Regions from separate parts of the Mus musculus genome. Here region 2 is linked to region 1. Evidence: chromatin contacts called from public Hi-C data. All regions are on one chromosome and are shown on one strand. Each heading gives the region's core, a stretch centred on a gene start, on an enhancer-like site or on the middle of the called end of the contact. The rest is flanking DNA. Distances are from core to core; before and after follow the strand shown. Region 1 holds the start of Gm33958 (a long non-coding RNA gene). Region 2 overlaps Gm40931 (a long non-coding RNA gene).

Region 1 (6,221 bases), core at 1,087-3,586:
TGTGTGGATGTATATGTGTGTGTGTGTGTGTGTGTGTGTGTGTGTGTGTGTGGTATGTGCATATATGCATGGATGTGTATGTGTGCATGTTTGCATGTGTTTGACAAATACGTTATATGCATATGTATATATGTTTGTGAATGTGTGTGTATGTGTTGTATGTGTGTGCAGTCCTTTCTCTGGGCACTTAGTATGTTCCCTAGTTGTTCACTATGACCAAGATGGAAATTGTGCAAATGGTTTAACTTCATTGCCCTTTATGTAGGCATTAACCAGATCCTGGAGAGTGCCAGGAGCTGAAAAGCACATAAAAGTTGTCGGTTGCTCCTTAAAGTTGTTCTGATTGCAGGTAAAGGAGAGAGCATGCTGCCTAGCCACTGGAGATGACTGTGTGGAGTATGTATAATGGACGCTTATTCCCTAGCAGAGAGACCTCTGCGCTAATATAACCAGCCTTCCCAATTGTTCAGAGAGCCAGATTAACCATTTGAAGACATGCACACACACACACACACACACACACACACACACACACACATACACACACATACACACACATACACAAACACACATACACACACATACACACACATACACACATACCCTTGCACTCAAGCACACACATCTGCACACACTCACACACATTCACACATACTCATACACACACTCATATACATACATATTCACATACACAGATATTCAGACATATACACTCACATATGCACTCATAAACACACGTACACACATGCATATACACACAGAAGTGTGTGTGTGAACCCCAGACTTCTGAAGGACTTAAAAACAAAACAAAGAAACCCTGGCAGTCTGGTAAGAAGTTAGGGAAGCCCGGTTTACATTGGGCACATGATTCAAAAAAGATTTTTCATATTTCTGACTCAGGCAGGTTTGGCCAGATAGAGTTCACTTAGTTCTTGTCAGGTTCAGTGAGTCTAGCAATCTCATAAAGCAAGTTGCTGGTCTCTGGGGTTAGAAAGATTGGAAGACACACTTCTGAGGTCATGACAGAAAGGCGTAGAAGCCATTCTTTATGAAAACTGGAATCCTGTTGGCTACCCCTCCCCTATCAGCTGCTCACGTCGTTCTGAGGCAGTTTTCATCTCACCACAGCTGTTGAAAACCTGGCTTTGCAGAGCTATGACATCATGGAAAGGAACGTAGCAGCACCTGAGGACAACGCTGCAAACTAGCGATACCGCACATCCAGGGGGTTGTTGAAAGCTGGAAACCAGTGATGCCGAATGAGCCTTGGGATAGTTGCCGAGCCTGCCGGGGTTCAAGGCAAGATGGATGACGCTGATATCCACGTGTTTTCCTCAAATTTAAAATGTCCTATAGCTCCGCCTTTCAGGTTGGTGGCCAGTCCTCTCTGTGCCTCCCTATACAGTTTTGAAGAATGTTAGGAGAATACTAGAGAAGAGAAAGCCCTGGCTTTCTGGCCAAAGAGAATCCACAAAAGCAAATGTCAAGTCTGCCCACATTTGTCCATTTCCTAAGACAGACGCCCTTTCAGGCTGTGACCTATAGAACCATAGAGTAGGGCTTGAGGAAGGGTGTGAGTTTAGAGCTCTGCTTAGCCACCCCCACATATGCGTTTTAATGTAAGTTAATAGAAACTAAAAGTGAGTTACTCCATGCCCTCTTCCCATTTCTGTGAAGAGCCAGGAAGATGATGGCCTCACAGAACTGAGAACGTTGTGCTTTCCCTGTGTAAACACTACCCGTGACAGCCTTACAGCTGCCACCCATGCTGCCACACTTACTGTATCTGACACTTTAAGGTGTTGGATACAAGCAGAGTTAAGTATTCTGTAGTTTCAATCACCTTGTTAGGCAATTCCCTATTTAATTTTAGCTCTTCAAGTACGCTAACATCTCGGATTGGCGGGGTGGCTCAGTGCGTACAGGCAGTTCCTGTGGAGCCTGGCAGCCTGAGTTAGATGCCCAGATCCATGTAAAGGTGGAAGGAGAGAACTGATCCTACTAAGTTGTCCTCCAACCCAATCTGGGCGACCACACACACACACACACACACACACACACACACACACACACTGAACAACATCTCAAAAACGAAAGTAGTGTCGGTGACTTCCAAGACATTGGGCTTAATAACTGACAAAGGATTTGAGTATTTGTTTTGGATTCTTTTCTTTCTTTTCCTTTCCCCTTTTCCTTTCTTTCCTTCTCTCCTCCTCTTCCTCCTCTTCCGCCGCCTCCTCTTCTTCTCCTTTCTTCAACAAGCTCTCATGTAGCTCAGGCTGACTTCAAACACATTATGTAGCTAAGGATGACCTCTGGAGGGCCGGGGTGACGAGGGCGTAGCATCGCACTCAGCTCGATCTGGATTCTTTAAAGAACGACTATATTACAGGAGAGAATGGCCCCTCGGCCTACATCCACACCTACATTTGCAGAGTGTATCTTTATGGATTTGCTTTTTTCTAGTTTTTATTTACAACCGTGGATCAACACTGCCATTGCCTTCGCATTCGTGTGTGGACACTCACAGAGCTCAGGACAATTTGAGCTACCAGACAAGCATGTTCTCAGCTTAAGCGGAACAAAGTGACACTCTTAATTCTCCTCCCAAAAATGGGAGTTCCTTTTTAATCTATTTAGTGCCATGTCCTTTTATTTTCTCTCTCTCTCTCTCTCTCTCTCTCTCTCTCTCTCTCTGTGTGTGTGTGTGTGTATGTGGTGTGTCCATGTGTGTGTTTCCTGTTTAAAAAATGTTCCAGTCACGGGGCTGATATTGCTGTCATGGGATTCTGGGCACAAGAAGGCTATAGTGTATCTAAAAGAGAGAGTTGGTGTGTTGATGCTTTCTTCAGGCAAAGGCTTCCAAGGTATTAAAGCTGAGAGGTCAACATTGACGATGGGTCACTATCTCTTCATAAAGCTAGCTTTAAACATACAAACTGAGATTTTTGTATCGATTGGCAAAAAGATGTTATAATCAGAGGCTCACAGAAACCCAACCCTGCATTTTCTCTTCAATTGATGACTTGGTAGCTGCTAATTTTATGATGTAGCTGGCTTTACAGCGCAGAGCTACCTCTGAAATCAAGAATCAACCATGCAATGAAGGTGGAGGGGTGGTGGTAGTGGTGGTGGGGCATTCTGGGAAGAGTGCTGTTAGGTTATGTACTGTTATCAACATGCTATGCATTTACACTCGCTACGATGTGGCTGGATGATGGAATATATGGGACCCACCAACATATATGCTTTTCCCACTGAACCAAACGTTCTGTAGCTCGTGGCTGGAACTGAAAGACAGGCTCTTAGAGGGATAGGAGCTTGTGAATCCCTTACTTCTTCCCACCCTAGGCTGGTCTGGTAGCCACGCTGTTTTGGAACTCGAGGGAGTTTATTAGTTGCCAAGGTAATATGTTTGTCTGGTACCCACTTCAAGGGGATGACTGGAGCTTGTTTCTTTTAATGTCCAGAATTCCTCACCATCCTGACTAGAACCATTTACTTCAGGTTGAGGTCTTACAGACAATTTTCTGAATTGTTTCATGGACATTGTTTATTCAATCCATTCTCTAGACAAATAATAAAATGAGACTATAGGATAGATTTATTCACAGGCAGGTCATGTGGGAGACCAGGTTGATCATGAAAGTTCTTTTGTTTAAGCTATAACCATAGAACCTTGATTTTTTTGTTGTTGTTGTTTGTTTTTTGGCAGGCAGGAAGACTTAAACTTAACCTGAACATTCCAGTGCGTGCCACATAGAAATGGTTTCACTGGATCCAGGGTAGACTGACGTGATGATGGCTTAGAAAGGGTGGTTTGGCTTCTCAGGGGAGCCAGGGCCTTAAGAAAATCATCTGATGGGAAGAAGAGAGCAAGGTGATCTCTCTATTGGTCTTCCAGGATGTGTTGTCCACAGATTCACAGATAAACATCTGATATGACCGCAATTGGGTATTGGAAGAAGGTTGGTTGTCTAGATTGGCCAACTGGGCACGTGCTAAGCCTCTCATGGTGTGTTCTAAAAGGTTTCTTTTTAAATGCCTCTTCTTCTTTAAGGGGTCCCTTGAGGTTTCCCCAAGAGAATGACAGCTCTATGGGGCGTGTGTATATGAGAAAGGAGGCATGCATGTTTCCGTCAACCTGGATGTGTTCCCGGAGTCTGCTTTATCTTGTCCTTACCCCATCAGTGTCTAGCCTTCTACTCATGTGCTGCTTTCTGTGACATCTTCTGATTTGACATCAGGTTTCTGTCAATCATGGGAATGTTCTGATAAGAGGGGATCTGGACCCTAATGTTGCTGAGGGGGATGGGCATTGCATGCATGGGATGGGTATGTAAGTATGTGCATGCATGTACACATGAGACTCCGGCGGGTGGCGGGGGAATTCGTGCAAACCTCAGTGCAGTAGAACTTACCTTTCCAGCAGATCTGCCTGAGGTCGCAGACACTAGGGCACACACTGGGTGGCTCCATCTGACTGTGCAAATCCATGTGACACTCCTTCTTCAAGGCTCATGGTATCAGAACCAGCGGCTCCTAGGTCTTCCTTGTTCACCCTCTACATCCTTGGTTCCTGAGTCTCCAGGAAGAACAGACTGCCTCCTGCATGCTTTGGAGATATGGCCTCTTAACCATTACCATGTTACTCTTGTGTTTTCCACTAAAGCTTTCTAAAGCTTCCAGAAATGCTTTCTCTCCTCAAATCTGGCTGTGGCTCTTTTTTTTTCCTGGTCTTTTTTTGATTAAAGGCCTTTGAAGTCTTCTCCCCATTTTCAGGAACAGGGATATATAACCACATGTCCCATACAGGGATTCTTCAGGGCCTATCTCTGTGTGTCAGCACAATGTCCCGCTTATGTGTGTGGTCGGTGGGGTGTAACTCATGGCTTTGCAAATGCTCTATGTCTCCACCCCCTCCCCATACCCTCTTTTCTTGATCCCCCAGTATGTTTGGATGGTCTGACTGGGATCCGTACTGTTTGGCCTATGGTTCAGGGAGTCGAGGTATCGAATTGGCTCAAGGTGTTGATTGATCACGGACTGACAAACCCCAGGAGGAGCTGTGGGTAACAATGTGTATTTATACAGGTATAGAAGGGAGATGGATCATTTGCGTTTTCTGTTCCTAATTCGGCATTCCTCTCTTTCCTTCTTGTTCTTTTTTTTGTTTTTTGAATGGAATGATGTCACCCACTCACTGGTTTTATATAGCTCTCGCTGAAGTAGAACTCAACGGAAATTGTGCCTATTAATTAGAAACCCAGAATGTGGGCAGTTTTGAACTGCTAATTAAAACTTACCGATTGAGTTGTATTCGTAGGGTTTGAACCCTTTTCTTTCTTTTCCTGAACCTAGAACTTTGCTACCAGAGAAGTTGGCTTCTTTAAAAAAGCATCTCCCTTTAAAATGGTTCCATTTATCTCCAGGAAAACCTCAGGTCCATTTTTTTTTTTTTTTTTTTCAGGAAGGGCCCGGAGATGCCTTCCTCCATATTGGCCAGGGAGAGACAGACATTCCTCAATGTCTAGGCTCCGTGGGGACATCAGTGGCCTTCAGCAGGGTCTCGAATGCTCCGCCCATCACCCTAGCCACCTGTAGGGAACCAGACAGATCCATGAAGGTAGATGACAAAAGTCTGAAGCTATGGATGGAACCCACCCCTTCATCCTTTCAGGGTCTGGACTCCTCTGCAGAAAGCCAGCAACACTGAAGCTTGCTCAGGAGTGTGGCTTTCTGGGCCCAGTGCCAATGGCTCACACAGGCCTCTCTGTTCACCCCAGACTGCATCTCAACCTGACTTTTTTTTTTTTTTAGGTGGCCCAGCAGGGATTCCCTTATGACTGGAGTCAGAGTTTGCACAGACTCCTAAGAGGTAGGTCTATATGTGATATCTCCAACAACTGGCCCCATTGTATCCTGGCCTGGGGGAGTAGTGAGAAAGGTTCTTGTAGCTGCGGCGGCATTTGAATCTACTGAACCAGGCAAGGCCATGTGTGCTGCATGTGCGTGGGGCCGCCGCTGTGGCCACGGGCTGGCCACATGCTTTGGGTTTGCTTTCTCTTTCAGAAGGAGGTTGATTCATGCAAAATGCTTAACAATGCCTGCCATGCACAGCGAGGGAGGGACTGGGTCCCCTTTGATGTGCAGGGTCTTTTTGGAGATTCCAAAAAAAAAAAAAAAAACAGTTCAAAAGGTTTTCTCTTGGACACCACACC
Region 2 (6,221 bases), core at 1,327-3,826, 220 kb before region 1:
AAAAAGAGGAGGAGAAGAGATGGTCTATTAGGTAAGAACACCCTCCGATAAGCCTGAAGGTCTAAGTTTGATTCCCAGAACCTACAGAGTGGAACGAGAGAACCGACTTCTCCAAGTTGTCCTCTGATCTTCACAAGAGGCCACACACATACCACATACAATAGGTAAATATGTATATTATCTAAAAATTAAAAACAAAGCAGTAACTACAACAAAAACCCCAAACCAAACCAAACCACGGCCAACAAAAACAGAAGGAAAAGGAACAAATGTATCTCTTGCTCTTGGCTTTTGTTTTTGTTTATTTTGGTGCCTGAGACTGAACCTGGGACCTCTCCCATGCTAAGCACACGCTTCCCCACGGTACCCGAGTCTTGTACATGTGTTACAGGCTAGCAGGGCGGTTCAGGCCATGCCGGTCACTCCTGCAACCTGACAGATGCAGGCCAGCCTCTGTGTGTGACTTCGATGCGACCACAAAGAAGAAGAGAACAGGAGAGACCTGCGGCAGCAGTTGAATGTTTCCACTTGCCAGTGACAGACATCGCTCCGCCCACTGTTCACTGGCGAAAGCGAGTCTAATGGCCTTGCCACATACATTCAGGGGCTGAAAATCTCAAACTCCTGCAGCCTGGAAGGAAAGAGATCGGAGTCAGTGAGCAGCAGCGATAACTGACAGCAAGAATCCCAAGGCCAGAGAACCGGAGGAACTGGTGCTGGGACAAGGGCCAGCTCAGCTCACGCTCAAGATGGAAGGGCAAATGCCTCCCTTTTTACCTTTTGTCATCTCAGGCCCTCCACTGGTTGGGTGAAGCCCACCCATGTCAGGGAGGATAGCTTTTTTTCTTTTTAATCCAGTCCATGTATTCAACTGCTAATCTTATCCAGAACTGCCCTCTCAGACACACACAGCTATAAAGTTTAACCTGGGCCTCCTGTGCTTCAATCAGATTGAAATTTAGGGTTAACCTTCTCAGTCGAAATAAAGCCCTGAAGAAAATCCAGATCCCTGGACTTCCAGGAAGGTGAGGTTGTCATATCCCAGCCCCCACGCCTGGTTCAGAAAGTTCAGCAAGCTTACCATACCTACCTACTGGGTATCTACTTCACTGATAAGGTACCTCTGGAACAAGGCCCACTCAGTCCCCAGCACTGCAACACATTACACTACCACTTCCAGTCCCCACCAATTCTTTTTAATTTTGTGGACAGAGGGCCTTATTACAGAGGCCAGGCTGGCGTGGCACGAGAGGATCTCCTCCCTCAGTCTCTCAGTCTGGAATTGCAGGCCTGGGCTATCATGCTCAGTTCCTCCTCCTCCTCCCTCTTCTCCTCCTCCTCCCCCTCCTTCTCCCTCCTCTTCCTATTGCTATTCATTATTACTTTGTAGGTCTGGATGGAACTTGCATATCTAGGCAAGTGTTCTACCACTGAGCCTCATCTCCAGCCCCATCCATAGGTCTCTTTCTTGAGAAGGCAGATGATTCTCGGAAGGAGATTGCAGCTGTAGGTTGAGCATCTGCAACCGTCCCAGCGCTCTGGAGGCAGGGGCAGGATTGGGATGCATAGTGTGGCACTTCATAGTGCGACAACCTACTTCCCCCTGCCTGGAAAACAATGAAAAAATGAACTCATGCTTGCCTAGAGGAGCATCCAGTAAAGTTCAATCACTCAATTTATTTTTTAATGCTAAGTTTTCCATTCTTCATCTATTTTGTTTGTTTATTGCTCTCGTGTGTGTGTGTGTGTGTGTGTGTGTGTGTGTGTATGTGTGTGTGTATGTGTGTCACAGTGCTTGCGTGGAGTCACAGGATGACTTGAGGAAGTCAGTTGCTTTTGTTCACTGTGTCAGGCCTAGGGATTGAATTTAGATCCTCAGACTTGGTGGCAAGTGTCTGTAAGAGCTGAGCCATCTTACTGGCCTCCCGCACTCTAGGTCAGATGTCCTGACTGGAAGCTGGAACATGTGTGAGTCCATCACAGACACCTCCCACACTCACTGGATGGTCTCGGAAGTGTTGGAGTTTGTGGCCGACCTGTGTCATGGCCTGCTTTTGCTGTGTCAGTCGTGTTGTTGGGCGTGGAAACAGTTGCTTTTTCATGTATTTGGGTATCACTCACTCCTTGAGTAAGGCCCGTTTGTGTGCCTCCTGCTTTGGTGGAGAGCCAGGAGGAGGCCCGTGTACCTTAGCTGCTCTGTTTGAGCCAATGTTTCTTTTTTTTTTTTTTCCCTGATGGCTTCGCTGGAGCTCAGCATCTGTTGAACCTCACCGGGATGTGGTGAGGGCTAATTAGATAATGCCTGGAAAGCACTTGGAGCTCCTCGGAGATGGGCTCTCTGCATGCATTATTAATAGAGATGGGGCACAGTGTTCCCAAACAGCGCATGGTGCCTCCTTAAACCCCTGGGGTAGGGGGTAGGAAAGGCAGTGTGTGTAGAGGGGGATGGCTAGAGAACAGAAGGGGCTTGCAGTCCTGCAGTGTGGCATGGGTGCTGAGACTGGGGACAAGGACTGTTGTTGAAGGTGAAATACAAGCTGTCTCCTCGACCGGCTGTGCTAACATGAACAGTGTAAGGGGTGCAGAGGGCAGTTCCTGCTAAACCGGTCTGTGGGAGCCCCAGAGGGAATCTGTCAGCCTGGGTCCCAGCCAGGCTGTCCTTCCCTTGGGGTTATTTCCAATCAGGGGACCATGCCAGCTTCCAAGGCCACTTCTGGAGCTGGGCAACGTTCCCCCTGAGAATTCTCTCTGCTGACTAGCCGGCCCAGTTTTCTGAGGGAGGAGGGGAACGGTGACCTTCTTGATTTGTCCCCTCCCCTGTTGCAAAGGTTGTGTGGGGAGTGTGGCACACAAATGCTAGTGGCACAGGGGTGGTTATTAAAGGACTGATCTGGGGTCATCTGACGTCAGTGGCCTGGAATCCTTGCACATTGGAGGAGTTAATCTGTAGGACTTGAACTGTTTTCCTGTTCACTGCACAGGGAGGTGGGTGGTCTGGCAGGTGTGTGTCACCTAATAGGTAGATGAGGTCTTTGGATTGGATGTGTACCTCACACCCCAGTCTATGTTGAAGGTCTAACCCCGTGTCCTACTTTCTGTTGCTGTGATAAGACATCTCGGACAATAGCAACTTAGAGAGAGAAAGTATTCATCTGGCTTCACATCCAGGTTACACCCACCATTCCCTCAGGAAGTCAAAGTGACAGGGACTTGAGGTAGCTGGTTACCTCATATCCATGGTCACGAGCTGGCGAAAGTGAGTCTAATGGCCTTGCCACATACATTCAGGGGCTGAAAATCTCAAACTCCTGTAGCCTGGAAGAAAAGAGATCAGAGTCAGTGAGCAGCAGCGATGTCTGACAGCAAGAATCCCAAGGCTAAGCCGGGCGTGGTGGTGCACACCTTTAATCCCAGCACTTGTGAGGCAGAAGCAGAGGCAGGCAGATTTCTGAGTTCGAGGCCAGCCTGGTCTACAAAGTGAGTTCCAGGACAGCCAGGGTTACACAGAGAAACCCTGTCCCGAAAAACAAACAAACAAAACTCCAAAAACAAACACCCCCCCAAACAAAAAACAAACAAACAAAAAGAATCCCAAGGCCAGAGAACAGAGGATACATTCATACTCGCTGTGACTCAGTTCACTCTCTCCCCTTGTCCTAGATAGTTTTATGTCAACCTGACACAAGCTAGGATCATCTGAAAGGAGGGAAACTCAACTGGGAAAATGCCTCCATAAGATCAGGCTGTAGGGCCTTTTCTTAATTAGTGACTGAGGTGGGAGGGCCCATTGTGGGTGGAGCCACCCTTGGGCTGGTGGTCCTGGGTTCTATAAGAAAGCAGCTTGAACAAAGCCCTGGGGAACAAGCCAGTAAGCAGCATCCCTCCATGGCCTCTGCATCAGCTCCTGCCTCCAGGTTCCTGCCCTGTTTGAGTCCCTGTTCTGGCTTCCTTCAGATGAAATATGATCTGGAAGTGTCAGCTCCTTAAATCCTTTCCTCCCCAACTTGCTATTTGGTCATGGTGATTCATTGTAGCAAGACAAATCCTAATTAGGACACCTCTCTTGTATTCTAGGACCCAAGCCCAGGAAATGGTACTGCTCTCGTGTATTAACACAATCAAGGCACATACATACACACCAGACATGTCCACAGACCGATCCCTCACATAGACTCTCCTTTTCGGTGACTCTAGGTTGTGTCAAATGAACATTTAAATTAACATTTAGATCTAGCTATCATACCGCTACAGTGATGATGTTTGGAGATAGGGTCTCCAGGGGAATTAGATGCGGTCATGAAGGGATTGGTACCCAATGAGGAGATACAAGGCAGCTCCCTGTCTCTAATGCACGAGGGCACAGTGATCTGATGGATTTCTTTTTTTTTTTTTTTTTTTTTTTTTAAAGATTTATTTATTTATTATATGTAAGTACACTGTAGCTGTCTTCAGACACTCCAGAAGAGGGAGTCAGATCTTTTTACGGATGGTTGTGAGCCACCATGTGGTTGCTGGGATTTGAACTCCGAACCTTTGGAAGAGCAGTCGGGTGCTCTTATCCACTGAGCCATCTCACCAGCCCGATCTGATGGATTTCTTTTGTTTAGAAAGAGTTTCCTCACTAGAGTCAGAACCTGCTGTTTCCTGCTCTCTTGGGTTTCTTGTCTCTAGAACCATGAAAAAAAATTAAATTTCTATGACTTAAGTCCCCTAGTCTGATACAGGTTTAGTACCGTTAATCCAAAAATTCCAAATCTAGAATAATCCAAAATCTGCATTTTTTTTAAAGCACTGGTATGGTCATCTCACACCATGACACGTTGTTCCCTGTATTAGGTTATATACAAATATATAAAATTGCACTGAGGCTATGTTATAAGTTGTATGCTAAACAGGAGTGAATTTTATGTTTAGATTTGGATTCCCTCTCCAAGATGTTTCACTGTATCTATCTATTCCAAGGAGTGCTTGGCAGCAAATGACTTTAATCCCAGCCCTAGGAGGAGAAGTAGGCAGGTCTCTGTGACTTTAAGGCTAGCCTGGTTTATATAGCAAGTTCTAGGCTAGCCAGACTATACAGTGAGATGTTATCTTTAAAAAAACCAAAAACAACAATAACAACAACAACAAAACAAAAGCAAAAAACCAAGATAAGAAATGAGAAAATATGTGTACATTTCAAATTTTGAAAGAAAAAGAACTTTAAAATACCTGTAGTCCCAAATATTTTACTTTATTAGATTTATTTTATGCATATAAATGTTTTGCTTTCATGTATGTAGTATGTCTGTCTCTCTGTCTGTCTCTCTCTGTGTCTGTCTGTCTAGTATCCTCAGAGGTCAGAAGAGGCTGTTGGATCTTCTGGTATTGGAGTTACAGATGGTTCTTAGCTTCCATGTAGTTTTTGGAATTGAACCCGAGTCTTAAGAACTTAACAGAACAACAGTTCTCTCAGCCACTAAGCCATCTCTCCAGCCCCCAAATATTTTAAAGATTATTTATTTTTTAAAAATTTGTGTTGCATGCTTGTGTGTGTGTGTGTGTGTGTGTGTGTGTGCAAGTGACCATCGAATGGAGCTTTGACTCTCTAGGAGCTGGAGTTACAGGTGTTTGTGAACTCCTCTGTGGAGTGCTAGAATCTAAACCATGGTACTCATATCTGCTGAGCCATCTCTCCAGCCTAGTCAAATACTTTGGATAAGAATATTCAACCTAGGGGCTGGAGAGATGGCTCAGTGGTTAAGAGCACTGACTACTCTTCCAGAGGTCCTGAGTTCAATTCCTAGCAACCACATGGTGGCTCACAACCATCTGTAATGTGATCAGATGCCCTCCTCTTGTGTGTCTGAAGACAGCAACAATGTGTACTCACATACGTTAAATAAATAAATATTAAACAAACAAACAAACAAACAAACAACTCAACCTACATTGCTGTGATGGTAGCCCAAACAGACATAGCAGCCTCCTGACACTGGTTGCTTAGAATGTGACAATTTTGGCGGAGGTGGGTATACGTGGGGGTGGAGGTGCAGGGGAGGGGGGCTGGAGGTGGGGGGCTATGATGGCAAGGTTGTTGCTGATGTTACTAGTTAAAATGGAATCATATTGGATGGACGGGGTGAGCCCTGTAACCCTATGAGATTGGTGTCTTTGCATGAGAAGAGACTTGGAGAGAGACAAAGGCAGAGGGAAGAAACTGATAAAGAGTTCAGGAAGAA

The links. A called contact is a pair of places that touch in the nucleus more often than the background predicts.
Region 2: a contact with region 1 is called in a Hi-C map of the N1E-115 cell line, with 5 times the contacts expected there. The contact joins two enhancer-like sites. A contact is called at or near these places in 3 of 484 Hi-C or Micro-C datasets (the N1E-115 cell line and nephron progenitors), 2 of 115 datasets of contacts at active chromatin or transcription factors (bone marrow-derived macrophages and embryonic stem cells) and 1 of 9 other capture datasets (embryonic stem cells).

Annotation. Positions count from the first base shown.
Region 1 is chr13:44,399,761-44,405,981 of GRCm38.p6, reverse strand. Gm33958 (a long non-coding RNA gene) reads left to right here and starts at 5,821. Exons shown (of 4, transcript XR_873330.1): 1 at 5,821-5,878. Within about 2 kb of position 2,336, at least 11 of the 459 cell types and tissues checked have an H3K27ac peak or open chromatin away from gene starts, as enhancers often do. A contact at or near this core is called in the N1E-115 cell line, where this site is marked.
Region 2 is chr13:44,619,271-44,625,491 of GRCm38.p6, reverse strand. All of the region lies in intron 1 of Gm40931 (a long non-coding RNA gene), which reads left to right. Among named protein-coding and RNA genes, the nearest start is that of Gm40931, 15 kb to the left of the region's middle. Within about 2 kb of position 2,576, at least 32 of the 459 cell types and tissues checked have an H3K27ac peak or open chromatin away from gene starts, as enhancers often do. A contact at or near this core is called in the N1E-115 cell line, where this site is marked.